2 separate regions of the Ovis aries genome follow, and region 2 is linked to region 1. A link is a contact called in public Hi-C data. All regions are on one chromosome and are shown on one strand. The core of a region is the stretch at or near the end of the contact, and the rest is flanking DNA. Distances in the headings are between cores, read along the strand shown.

Region 1 (6,464 bases), core at 2,529-5,028:
AGACCTTTGAATTTTAGATTCTACCCTCATTTCACTATCTATACAATCTTACCATCCATGCATATTTACAACTAGGCAAGGCTAGTATCTAATTTACATTGTCTGATATTTTAGGACAGACCTGTTATTGCCAGCAACTTCAAGGCTAATCTGCTGAAATGTCAGGGCAAACGTCTGGGGCTCAGGTGTCTTTACAAGTCTCAGAGTATAGACAAAGGTCCAAAAAGAACGGAAGAATGGTGTGTGTTAGCAGAGATCTGACGCACACTTCCTTCTTTCTACTGTGACCTCTAACCGCTCTTTCCACACTTTCATAAACAAAGGAGATTCCTTATTAAGTACCATATATTACTTTGACAATTACAATCCTTTCATCGATAACATAAACCCAGATAGTCTATCTGTAATGAGGACATGTATGAGGAAAAAGTCCATACCCTAAAATCAATCATTTGAGTTGTAACAAACTTAATAAAACAAACTGTAAACAGAAAAATGTCTCCATTAATGTAAACTTTATCTCACTCCTTCCTTTTTCTTTCAACAAATATTTTTGCAAACCTACTAGGCACTTGATTCTGAACTTACTACCGTGATCAAGGACACAATCCTCTGCTTTCAGAAGCTCTCCTGGTCTAACAAAGGTGATTATAATTTATATTTATAGTACTGTGTATAATAAACATTATGATGGAGGCTGGCACAGATTGTCAGGCAGAAACAGAGAAGAGGGGGTCATTTTTATGGTTACAATATTTTTCAGGAAAGTGTTTTCTGACATCTTCTTACAAAACAGACTTTGAATCCAATCTTTATCATATTTATCAACATTAAAAAATTTTTTTTCTTCAAAGTTGACCAGGTGATCAATGACTTTGTCTTTTACAGTGTGCAAGTTATACCATGAGGTGGGTCCAATAACCTATTTAATTATAAAAAGTGACATAAATGCCAACTTCTGCAGACTTGTCATCCTTGAGTTAATCTATGACCACTGATGGATTTAACTCAGATTAATCATTAAATAAGTTACAAAGTATTCCCCATCTGATCAACTGTAACAACTGAAATAAACAAAGCAGTCCCCTGATTCTGCTTATTTTCAGGCATTCTCCCAAAGGGATTTATCCCGTTGACATGACTCTTAATTATAATCACGCATGTCTTTGTAACCCACCTGCATTATTTCATTACAGAGTGGACGCACTGGCTTTAAAGAAAGACTAGTCTTGCCTGAGGGTATGGTCATATTTACGTTCCTAAGACTAATTATCAGCAAAATCATAACGGGACAGTTTGGGCTTTTATATTCCACTGCTTCTCTCGGAAGCAGCCCTCTGGAATTGTCTTATCCAGGAGTTCTTGACTGAAGCTGGGTTCCTTTGCGGTCTCTCAGCTTCTGCTGATGCTTGACAAGCTCCTCCTTTTGGGTCTGCATTCCAGAGAGCCTGAGGACTTCCCTGATGGCTCAGACAGTAAAGAATCTGCCTGCAACGCAGGAAACCTGGGTTCAACCTCTGGTTCTGGAAGCTCAATCCCTGGGTTGGGAAGATCTCCTGGAGTTAGAGAATGACTACTCCAGTATTCTTGCCTGGAGAGCTCCATGGACAGAGAAGCCTAGCAGGCTACAGCCCAGAGGGTTGCAAAGAGTACCACACGAACTGCGACTAACACCTTCACTTTCTGGAAACAGCTCCAGGATGGGGGAAATGATTTGCAAAGTCAGTTCAAGGCGGAACCTAGTTCACAGGTGTGTGTGATGTTTTCCACTCTGAGCTTCAGTTTCTTGGCTGTAAAGGGATAGAGAATGACGTTCTCCTTGTGGAGCTGTTAGAGGATTGCACTGGATAAAGCTTCTAAAGCATTTGGGCTGTGTTTGGCACGTGGCAAGCATTCGGTAAATTCTCTTTAATAAATTCTCGTACTGGCTTTCCTATCAGTGCCACGTCTCTAAGTCTTACATTTTTTAAAAAAAGGTGACAGAGCCCAGGCAAAATGTTGTTTATATGTATAACTTTCAGAGGAAAAGGTGCACAGTTTTCATTAGATTCTTAAAAAGACTTCTGTCTAAAAAGTAGTGAAGTACAGAATCAAGAAAAAGAACTTAAAGAGTGAATGCTGTTCTGTGAGCATGAAAAACAACTCACATTAAGTCCAAAGATCATGTTTATTCCCAAAGAACTTCCATGGATTTCCTACCAGAGTGTCACCAAACTTAAGGTACAGAAAAGTGACAATTTAAGATTTCTATAATTCTTTTGATGTTCCTGGAATGGAACTAAAGACAAAGATTGCTGGAAAAGGAAATGGGGGCATGCTGGATCAGTGGACAAGGCTGTCATCACAAATAATCAGAACTGATGAGTCCAGTGCAGCGGTCCTCAACCTTTTTAGCACCAAGGACCAGTTTCCTGGAAGACAATGATTCCACACATGGAGGTGGGGGTAGGGGTGGACGGGATGACTCATGTGCATTACCTTCACTGGACACTTTCTTTCCAGTATCATTACATCAGCTCCACCTCAGATCATCGGGCATTAAATCCCAGAGTCTGGGGACCCCTGCAGTACAGTGATCTTTGTGGGGTGCTGGAAAAGCCCATCCAGCCCCCTAAATTTTTCACTGTCATTCTGTCTTAAATTCTGTCCTTAGGAAGAATTCCTTTGGATCACTAAGAACCCCTGGGAGGGAACCAGTACTCCTGAGAGGTTTACAGCCTCTCTTTATGAACCACCCCCATCTCCCCCAAGGAGTTAGCCAGTAACGGTTCGAGGAGCTAGCCCTCTCAAGGGTGCTAGTCCCTTCATAGGGGAACAAATTGAGCCACACAATTTCTGTCTTCAAGACTGGGAAGGCCCTGGTAGGGTGGGGAACTCACAATTCCTAGGGAGGGCCAAAAGCCAGCATGCCGATGTTCCTAGAACAAAGGAAGGGAAGTGGAGGGGCCAGAGCGAGGCGGAAAGTGAAGCTGGGAAGAGATACAGGAAGGATGCCAAAAAGAGCCTTCTTCCGCAACTGTGTAGGGAACCTGTGGCGAAACCGCACCGGTCTGTTCCCGGGTTTAGTAGGACAAACTGGCCAGGGTGGGGAGCAGGAGGAGTTCTTTCTAGCTCGGGAGGACCCGGGCTTACTCTGAGGGTGGGCGAGAGCGGGGTGGCGGAGCTGTCCCCGGATGGGGCTGGAACGGAGTGGGGCGAAGACGCCAACTTCCCCCGCGCCCCGGGCGTGGCGGGCAGGTTTGGGCCCCGATTCCACCAGCCGCTGCCGCCCGTCACTCGTGCACGCCACGAGATAACGAGCGGAAAGCGCTGGCACAGGGCCTGGCATCTGGCAGCCGCTGGATAACGCGAGTCTCTGCTCTGGCTGTGGGCACCGGAGACACGCCCTCGATGCCGCGTCCCGGCTGTGCGGGGCACTGGGCGTGCATTCTGCACCCTAACATCCCTAAAACTTTCCCCTCAGCCTGGGAAGTAGGGTTCATCATTCTCCGCGTACAAGGGGCAGAGACGTCGGTTGTGAGCAACAGTCACTCGGCTATGGAACCTCGGAGATATTCCTGGGGCTTTGGGTTGGGGCTCTTCCCGAAAGGAGATGAAGGGGACGGCGGGCGACCCCACGGGCCTCGCCAGGGGCACGGGGCTCACCCTTGAAGGAATCGGGAAGCCGCCGAGCTTGGGTGTCCACTGCTGGCCGCTTGTCAGACATGCTGCCCGAACCAGAGTCGCTACTCTCGCGTCGAAGTCGCCGGAGCCTGAGGTGGAGCTGCGAAGAATGCCCGGAGACGACCCGGGAGCCCCGAGACACAGGCAGCAGTCCCGCCCCTTCTCCGCGGCCCAGCCAATCGCCGCCCAGGACGGAGGAGGACACGCCCCCAGCCGCCGCCCGCCCCTCCCACGGGGCCTCTCCTCCCGCCCTCCCAGCTAGCCAAGGGCTGAGGGGCGTGGCCTGAGGGGCGAGGCGCCCCTGAGGCCGGGGTCCGGGCCGGGGGCAGCACCGGAAGGAGGGGCGTCGCCGGAAATGAAGGGCGGAGGCCACCCGGGTGGGAGCGGCGGCTGAGGAGATAGGGGAAGGGGCTGAGAGGGTGGCCTGAGGGAGGGCTATGGAGAAAGGCTCTGAAACGGCTTCCTTCTGGGCAAACGAATTGGAAGGAGATGGTGCCCTCCTTGGGCGGGTAGGGGCCAGGTGAAGGGAGGCAGCAGAGGGGCACGCGTCCAGAGTGAGGGCACCAGAGCCCGCCCTAGACCGGGAGCTCCCGTGGTGAGAGGGGAAGAGGGCGGTGCGGCCAGCCTCGAGCCCAAAGGAGTGAACTCGAATGAGGTGCCCTTTACTGAAATAAAGTCCTTTCCCCGCCGTAGTCAGGCGGGGCACTCATTGCTGGGGACCCAGCACGCCGCGGGGAGACGCGGGGCCCGCCCTCCTGGAGTTGTTACAGGCGAGTCAACAAAGCAAATCATTGCGCGTGGCCGCGGGCGCCCGCAGTGAACGGCTCCGGGAGCTCGGAAAGCCCCGAGAGTAGCCGCTCTAGATGCCGGGCCAAGGGAAAGCCTCGGTAAGGAGGCGGCATTGACCGAGAGGTGAGAAGGAGCCACCCGTGGGAAGGAGGACAGGCGCGGTGGGAGGTCGGTGAGGGAATCCCAGGCGGAGAGAAAAGCACTAGCGAGAGGATTCCCCACCTCCAGCTTTCTGCTGGGTGGTGGCTGAAACCTCACGGTGGAAAACCGGGCTGTGTTTTATTCTCGATGACTTGTCCCGATGCAAGCATTTCAAAGTATGGCGAGGTGCACGAGCAGATGCCCTTAAAAAAATTTTTTTTTTCATCTGGAAATAAATACAGATTCTCCGCAAGTTGCAAAGACAGTAGCGAGAGCTTATGTGTCCACTCTAGCTAGTTCCCTCTCATAGTTAAATCTTAGGTGTAGTATCAAAGCTAGGAAATCGACAGTGGCTCGCGAAGTATGTATCCTTCTGTGCCATTTTGCCTCATGCCTAGTTTTGTTTAACTACCGTTACAGTCAAGCTGCAGGGCTGTTCCATCGGCCTGGCCTTAGAATATCCAGCACTGTGGTGTTTGGGTAGCTGATATGGTAGACTTTTTAGCTTTAGCTCTGGAGCCCCGTGGTTGTCAGGGTAGACAGCGGGGCACACACAGTTGTAAGGGTGTTGGGTGGCAGATCACGGTTGCTTTGGGGTGCAGGCACTAGCGTATGGTACAAGCCTAAGGCAGAACTCTCAAGTTTATCTCCAGTCACATCGGGAAAGAACTGTTTATATTCGTGGGAGTGGAGTACTGCTTGTGAAGTGGCTTGGTTTATAAGCCTTCTGGAGAAGATAAGGAGGGGAGTATGGCAATTTAAGGCTCCTTTCCCTCTCAGTCATCCTTGAGAAAGTCCACAGCTTCATATTTTCCATTCCGCAACAAATAAGCCCCAGAGGCATGAACTTCCTGTTTATGCCATGGTTCCCAGGAATAAGGAGTGAAGGCACAAGCAGCTAATTAAAACCTTTAATAAAGGAGGGCTTGATCACAAATTGGAAGTGGTGGGAAAGTAGCTTTCCTGTTTGCTGGAAAGGGAAATGCTTCAGAATGAATTTCGTGTTTGCACTATTACTCCTGCTGCCTTGATTCGAATCTCAAGGCGATCCCGACAGCCTCCCTCCTGGAGGCTTAGAAAAGCGGCTTCTCCCTTTGGGACAAAGACTTTGGTAAACATTTGTTGGCCCTGGCTTCAGATTGCATCAGTGTGGGAGCTAATTCCAGGCTCCAAACTGAGAACAAGCTTTGACTTGATTTTTAAATTACTCTCAAAGTAGATGGGAATTTCCAGATTTAAGAGTTTAAAATGCTGAATTTTGTTTGCCCGTGAAGCTATTGTATTCTGGCTTTCTCATGCATATTCTATATAAATTTACTGATTAAACGTCCTTTAGGACTTTCTGGTGGTCCGGTGGTTAGCAATCCACCTGTCAATGCAGGGGATGAGGGTTTGATCCCTAATCTGGAAAGATTCCACATGGCATGAAGCAACTGAACCCGTGGGCCACAACTACTGAAGTCACGTTCTAGAGCCCGAACACTTCAATGAAGAGTAGCTCACACTTACTGCAGCTAGAGAAAGCCTGCGTGCAGCAACAAAGACCCAGTGCAGTCAAAAATTAATAAATAAAATTTAAAACATACTTTGTAAATAAATACTGTTGTATCACCCTCTCTCTTTGAGGGAATTTCAGTAATGATTTGGGCTCCCTGGTGGTTCAGATGGTAAAGAATCCACCTGCAATTCGGGAGACCTGGGTTCTATCCCTGGGTTGGGACGATTCTCTGGAGAAGGGCTTTGCAACCCATTCCAGTATTCTTGCCTGGAGAATCCACATGGACAGAGGAGCCTGGCAGGCTACCGTCCATAGGGTTGCAGAGTTGGACACGACTAAGTGGCTTTAACTTCAGTAATGATTAGAAGTTAAA
Region 2 (6,464 bases), core at 2,398-4,897, 49 kb before region 1:
TGCTGATACAGCTAATGGCAACATTAGTAATCATCATCACCATCGTAATTATTACTAAGAGTAGCCACCACCTGCAGGGCCATCATCCTGTGCCAAACACTGCTCAAGAATTAGCTCATTTGATCCTTACAATATCCCTTATTATTCCCACTTTTCAGCTCAGGAAACTGAGGCCCATAGACATTAAGCAAGTTGTCCAAGGGTGCACAGTCTGCGAGGGGGTAGAGCCTGATTTGGCTCCAGGTCGTACATTGATTTGTACCCCGAGCCTGTGCTGTGTAACACGCAGCGAAAGCATTTTCTAAACCCCACCATGCAGCTGCCAGTCCCTGGGCTGCTCTCGAGGGGGAGAAAGTACGGGGGAGCAGGGGTGCGCTGTCTGGATCTGGAACAGAAGACCTGGGTTTGAATCTTAGTGGCTCCGTGATTCCAGCAAGTTATTTAACTTCAGGCTGAGTCCGAGGGCAATCCTGTGGTGTAACCGCTACCCAGCACCCCCTGGTTTCTCAGCTGGTCAGAGTTGGGGGCCGGGAATGCCGCCCGATGTCTGAGCCCAGCTTTGCTCTGGTAGATCTGGAGAATTGAAGGTTCCAACAAAGTGCCCGTGGACCCCGCCACGTACGGACAGTTCTACGGCGGTGACAGCTACATCATCCTGTACAACTACCGCCACGGCGGCCGCCAGGGACAGATCATCTACACCTGGTGAGGGTCTGGGGTCCTGTGCTTGGGGCGGAGCGGGGCCCCATGCCAGGAGCACGGCCACCACGGGGGCAGAGGGGGCGGAGTGGGCGGAGCCGGGGCAGAGTGGGCGGAGCCGGGGCAGAGGGGCGGAGCCGGGGGCAGAGGGGGCGGGGGCAGAGGGGGCGGGGGCAGAGGGGGCAGAGGGGCGGGGGCAGAGGGGGCAGAGGGGCAGAGGGGGCAGAGGGGGCAGAGGGGGCAGAGGGGGCGGGGGCAGAGGGGGCGGGGGCAGAGGGGGCGGGGGCAGAGGGGGCGGGGGCAGAGGGGGCGGGGGCAGAGGGGGCGGGGGCAGAGGGGGCGGGGGCAGAGGGGGCGGGGGCAGAGGGGGCGGGGGCAGAGGGGGCGGGGGCAGAGGGGGCGGAGCCGGGGCAGAGAGTGGGGCGGTGGGCCCAGGCCGGGATCACGGCTGGGGCAGAGGACAGGGCTGAGGAGAGCTTGCAGGTGTGTGAACCTGCACCAGCACAGCCGTGCTCCACGGGGAAAGGCTTTTGTTTCCGGGGCAAGACCGCTGGTCTTACTCTCAAAACAAATTGTAAACTCATCTCATAAAAGCATCACACGTCCATTGTAGGAGAGACATGGGGACTAGGGAGAAACGAACAGAAAATCTCTCCCTCAATTCCACTCTAAGTTCTATTTATCCTCTGATGTTTTCTAACTAAGAATTATTTTTAATTCTTTAACGAGAGATGATATGTTTACGACTTTTCCCACCTTGCTCTAAAACCCTCACTCCTCTGTGGGTGCTTGCCTTCATTAGCCTCTTACATACCCTTCCAGCCATTTTTATGCAGATAAAAGCAAAGCTGACCCTGTATCCCTAGTTCCCCTCCCTTCCTTATGCAAAAGATGGCATACTGTGTATACTGTCCTGCACTTTGCTTTTTTTTTTTTCAGTTAATACTTCCTGGAGCTCAGACTATGTCAGTCCATAAAGAGCTCCCTTACTCTTTTTTTTTTTTTTTTTTTACAGCCATGTAATATTCCACTGTGTGGCTGTCCTGTAGTTTATTTAACAAATTCCCTGCGGATGCATATTTGCTTTGATTCCAGACTCCTACTATTACAAGCACTGCTATGATTAGTTGGCTTAAACAAACATCATTTTGGATGCGTAGAGAAATATCTTTAGAGTGAGTTCCCAGAAGTTGGATTGCTGGCTCTGACAGTGAATGCGCTCGTCCTTTTGACAGATAGCACCCAGTTTCTCTAGATGAACTTTGTGCCGTTTGCATTTTCACCAGTGACAGATGAGAGTATCTGTTTCCTCCTGGTCTCACTGGTGGACTGTGTTATCACACTTCCGCTGTTTGTCAACTTTAGAGTTGATAAAATGATATCTCAGTATAATATTTTTCAGTTCATTTCTCTTTCTGTGCAATCTTAAAGGTTGACTGATGGGTTTCTTGTTTTTTAAACTTTTCGTTTTGAAATGACTTGCTGAAAAGTTGCAAAAACAGTGCAGACAGTTATCTGTTACAGTTCCCTCTAGGGTCACCTCTTACTTAACCATAGTTCAGTTTTCAAAACTGGGAAATTAACATTGTTGCAAGACCATGTCCTCCTCTATAGATGCTTCTTGAATTTTGCCAGTTCTCCCACTAATGTCCTTTTTCTGGCCTGGGATCTAACCCAGGGTCTCACATGATATTTAGTCATCACATCTCCTCAGTGGCATTTAATCATCGTGTTCTCCGTCTTTTAATCTGTGACAGTTCCTCAGGCATCACTCTTCTTTCCCAGCTTGGATGCTGTGGAAGAGCATTAGTCTTATTCTGTAGGTTGCCTCTCAGTTTGACAACCTCAGACTTTTACAAGCAGCTTGAAAGAAATGTTTCTGGACTAGATATTAATAATACACACATGGAACAAAATTCACGAGAAGGCTTTTAGAACATTTCCTTTGATCAGCACGTTGATCTGTTAGACTGCTTATGCAGATAACACAGGTCAGTCATGGGAAATTTAGACGGCAGAGGAAGGGGTGAGGCAGAAAGCCCCTGTCCGTGCATCTCCCTGTGGGGCAGGTTTGGGACGAGGACGTCCCCTGGTTGTGGTCAGACCGCTGTAAGAAGACGACATGCTGAGCTGGGGTGTGTGGTGTGTTGGTCTGGTTCCTGGCTCTGGTTCCTTTTCAGAGAAATCTCTTTTCCTCTCTATTTGTCAGTTTCATTACCTGTAATCTGGAGATTTGTGGGTTTCTCAAGCCCAGGGTGACGGAGGGGCCCTGGCCTCTGTGCAAACCGAGGTGCTGAGGTTCACTTCCCTTCCAGGCAGGGCGCCCAGTCCACCCAGGATGAGGTCGCCGCCTCGGCCATCCTGACGGCTCAGCTGGACGAGGAGCTGGGAGGGACTCCCGTGCAGGTGAGCCCAGCCCGCTGCTCACTCATCTGACCGTCCCTCATCCCACGCATCCATCCTTTTGACAGACATTTATGCAGGATGCGGACGCTGCGTCTGCAAACGTGAACACAGATAGATCCTCCCCCCGGCTCCCAGCCCCGCCCTGCCCTGAACCGCTGTGATGTGGTTTATTACAGTCTAGTCGTGGGAGAAAGAGGTTCATTAGACATGCGGGCAGAGGGTGTATAATCACACACGGCCTGAATTCTCACCAGCAGGGTGGAGCTGGGGTCTAGGCTCTGACCCAGCAGTGGTGGCTCTTGCTAGGAAGGGACCACGAGCCACCGTGTGCGGTGATCTGGATACAGGCAGCACGGGCCACAGCTGGAATCTGAAGTGACGCGGGCACACAGGGCAGGAGCAGATGGGAGGACAGAGGAGGTCCGTCCTCCGCTCAGACCTCCTTGTCCCCTCCTCCCACCGCCAAGCCCTCGACCGCAGTCTGCACTGGCTCTGCAGGAGGGCTCTCTCCAGACCTGGAAGGCTCTTTTCTCACCACTCTGCCAGCTTTCTTGGCCGAGGCTGACGTCACAGTCCGGGAAGAATGTCCACGAACCATCCCTGGGCTTCCATTTAAGGGAATATTTGCAAACATGGGCTCTCTGGGTTCTTGGACTGGACCCAGCCTCAGCCAGGCCAGGCCTTGTGGGAGGGGAAACGCCAAAGCAGTGCCCGGGGGACCTCAGCCAGCAGGGCCATCTCCAGCCCTCCTGCACGTCCTGCTCCCCGGCCAGCCCCTGCGCGCTGTAGGGCCACGCCCCGCTCCACACACAGACCCAAGCGTGACGGCTTGTTTGGGGGTGAGCCTGGGCCACGCCAGCTGCCCTGATCTGAGCCCAGTGTGTGTGCACAGCACGATGCTCGTGCCTCCCTTTCCTGACCTGTGCTCCCATCTCCCTCTCAGAGCCGTGTGGTCCAAGGCAAGGAGCCCGCTCACCTCATGAGCCTGTTCGGCGGGAAACCCATGATCATCTACAGGGGTGGCACCTCCCGCGAGGGTGGGCAGACGGCCCCTGCCAGCACCCGCCTCTTCCAGGTCCGGGCCAGCAGCTCTGGAGCCACCCGGGCCGTGGAGGTAATGCCCCGGGCCCCGGACCCCCAGCAGGATTGGCCTCTCAGAAACCTCTCAGGCCTGATGGGCAGATCTCTGGATCTGGTGGGGGTGGCTGAGGGGCTAAGAAGCAGCTTTTTGTATCTCCCTGCCCTGGCAGCAGGATTGTATGTATTAGAGTTCCCCTTGTTTCAAGAATGCCCAGTGTCCCTTGCATACCTTCCACGACGGGCAAGTCACTACCTAACAAATAGTCCATTCTTCACGATCTGGATGTTGTTCTTGATTCCATTCCACTTGGCTGCTGTCCCTTTCATGGTGGAAGGTGCAGAAGCTGAGCATAATCCTACTGTGCAGCCTAGAGGACAATGGGATCATCACCTCCTTTGTTCTGGGTGCTCAACTTCTATTAATGCATCCCAGGTTTCTAGAGTCTCCTTGGCTGAGCACAGTGCATTTGTGACTCACGGGAGTCAGCGAGGCCTCTCAGCGTCCCGAGTCCTTGTCCTCAGCTCTGATGGGGCACACGCTCCCTCCTCCAAATCCACCCTTAAGAGCTGCTCTTGCTGCAGCATCTCCTGGACCGTGAGGAGGGGGCTGAAGCCTTTTTACCTGTTTCCTGATTGACTAATTGAGCACTACCCTCCCAGGTGATGCCCAAGGCTGGAGCACTGAATTCCAACGATGCCTTTGTCCTGAAAACCCCCTCGGCCGCCTACCTGTGGGTGGGTGCGGGAGCCAGTGAGGCAGAGAAGACTGGGGCGCTGGAGCTGCTCAGGGTGCTTCGGGCCCAACCCGTGCAGGTGGCAGAAGGCAGCGAGCCAGGTAGGAGTGAGGGGCGGGGGGCTTGCTGCTCGCTGGGGACGGAGCTGCTGGCTTCCCCTGCCTCCTGTCTGCTCGGGGCTTTCGTTAACCTCCTCCTGCCTCAGTACTTGTCCCTTAACGTGTGTCCATTAAAGTGGGTGAGATGAAAACGGGGCTTCCCTGGTGGCTCAGACAGTAAGGAATCTGCCTGCAATGCGGGAGATCTGGGTTTGATCTCCGGGTTGAGAAGATCCCCTGGAGGAGAGCATGGCAACCCACTCCAGTATTCTTCCCTGGAGAATCCCAGGGACAGAGGAGCCTGGCGGGCCACAGTCCATGGGGTCACAAAGAGTCGGACACAACTAACACGTACACACGAGATGAAAATGAGAATGCGGTCGGTGAGAGGGAGGCGTCTGGGAGTTAGAGAAAGGAGAGCTCAGTGTGGGCTGGGGCAGGCGGGGAAGGCAGCTGGAGTGGGGCTCACTTGCGGGAAAGCTGTGAAAGATTGTAGGTGGCAGCATCAGCCTAACCTTGAGAAGCTTCGTGGACAGAAATGCCACAAGCCTGCCTTATTTCCAGAGTGTGGGTCAGGAACACTTCCATTATGCTAACCATAGATCTTTCCCTCCTTACTTTTAAGCCCGCTCTCTCTTGCTTGATGCTGAGCAGAAATGGGGAAGGATAGTTCAGTCTAGAGTCACATAATCCACTGAAAACGTTGGAAAGAGTGGACATGTCCCGTGTCTGCTAGGTCTCATGCGGTGGCCACGAGTCACGTGCCTATGGGGTTCCCTGCTGGCCCAGGGGTACAGAATCCCCCTGCCAGTGCAGAAGACTCAGGTTCAATCCCTGGGTCGGGAAGATCCCCTGGAGAAGGAAATGGCAACCCACTCCAGTATTCTTGCCTGGGAAATCCTGTGGACAGAGGAGCCTGGTGGTTAGTCCATGGGGCTGGAAAAGAGTCAGACACGACTAAACCACCGCCAGTCACATGCTTCAATTAACATGTATTTAAATGTGACTGCTGGGAAAATGCATTTGAATAAAAAGCACACGTGGCTAGAGCAGCTATAGTGGGAAAGTACAGGGAACAGGAGCTGGATGAGGAGCTTACTCCGCGTGCACTGTCTGGCGCTGGGCGAGTGGCTCGGCCTCTCTGAGCCTCAGCCGCCTCGAGGGCGTCGCCTGTCTCAGACCAGGAGCAGCCCCGGCCCTGTGTCTGCTGCCCAGTCCACCCTCCCGGGCCTCTGCTTCATCACCCTCGAGTCCTGCAGGCCCTTTCCTTCTTTGTCATGCTGGGGTTTTAAGATGCCGGGTGGCGGTTGAGAGCACTTGGCTGTGCGAAGGCAGCGTCTGTCCCAGAGTCTACAAGGAAGTGCTGGAGGGGGAGGTGGTGTCGGCTGGTAACTGGCATGGCCTCCCCTCACAGATAGCTTCTGGGAGGCCCTGGGTGGGAAGGCCG

What was found. A called contact is a pair of places that touch in the nucleus more often than the background predicts.
Region 2: a Hi-C map of liver shows a contact between it and region 1, with 2.4 times the contacts expected there. The contact joins the enhancer-like site here to the promoter of STOM in region 1. A contact is called at or near these places in 3 of 16 Hi-C or Micro-C datasets (hypothalamus, liver and tail adipose tissue).

The regions. Positions count from the first base shown.
Region 1 is chr2:2,179,234-2,185,697 of ARS-UI_Ramb_v3.0, reverse strand. It overlaps STOM (stomatin), which reads right to left and starts at 3,778. Exons shown (of 7, transcript XM_027964046.2): 1 at 3,646-3,778. The coding sequence starts at 3,706. It overlaps LOC105606506 (a long non-coding RNA gene), which reads left to right and starts at 4,015. Exons shown (of 5, transcript XR_001433962.4): 1 at 4,015-4,575.
Region 2 is chr2:2,227,659-2,234,122 of ARS-UI_Ramb_v3.0, reverse strand. It overlaps GSN (gelsolin), which reads left to right. Exons shown (of 17, transcript NM_001246006.1): 10 at 572-705; 11 at 3,015-3,105; 12 at 4,049-4,219; 13 at 4,846-5,020; 14 at 6,432-6,464. Among named protein-coding and RNA genes, the nearest start is that of GSN, 39 kb to the left of the region's middle. Within about 2 kb of position 3,647, at least 15 of the 54 cell types and tissues checked have an H3K27ac peak or open chromatin away from gene starts, as enhancers often do. A contact at or near this core is called in liver, where this site is marked.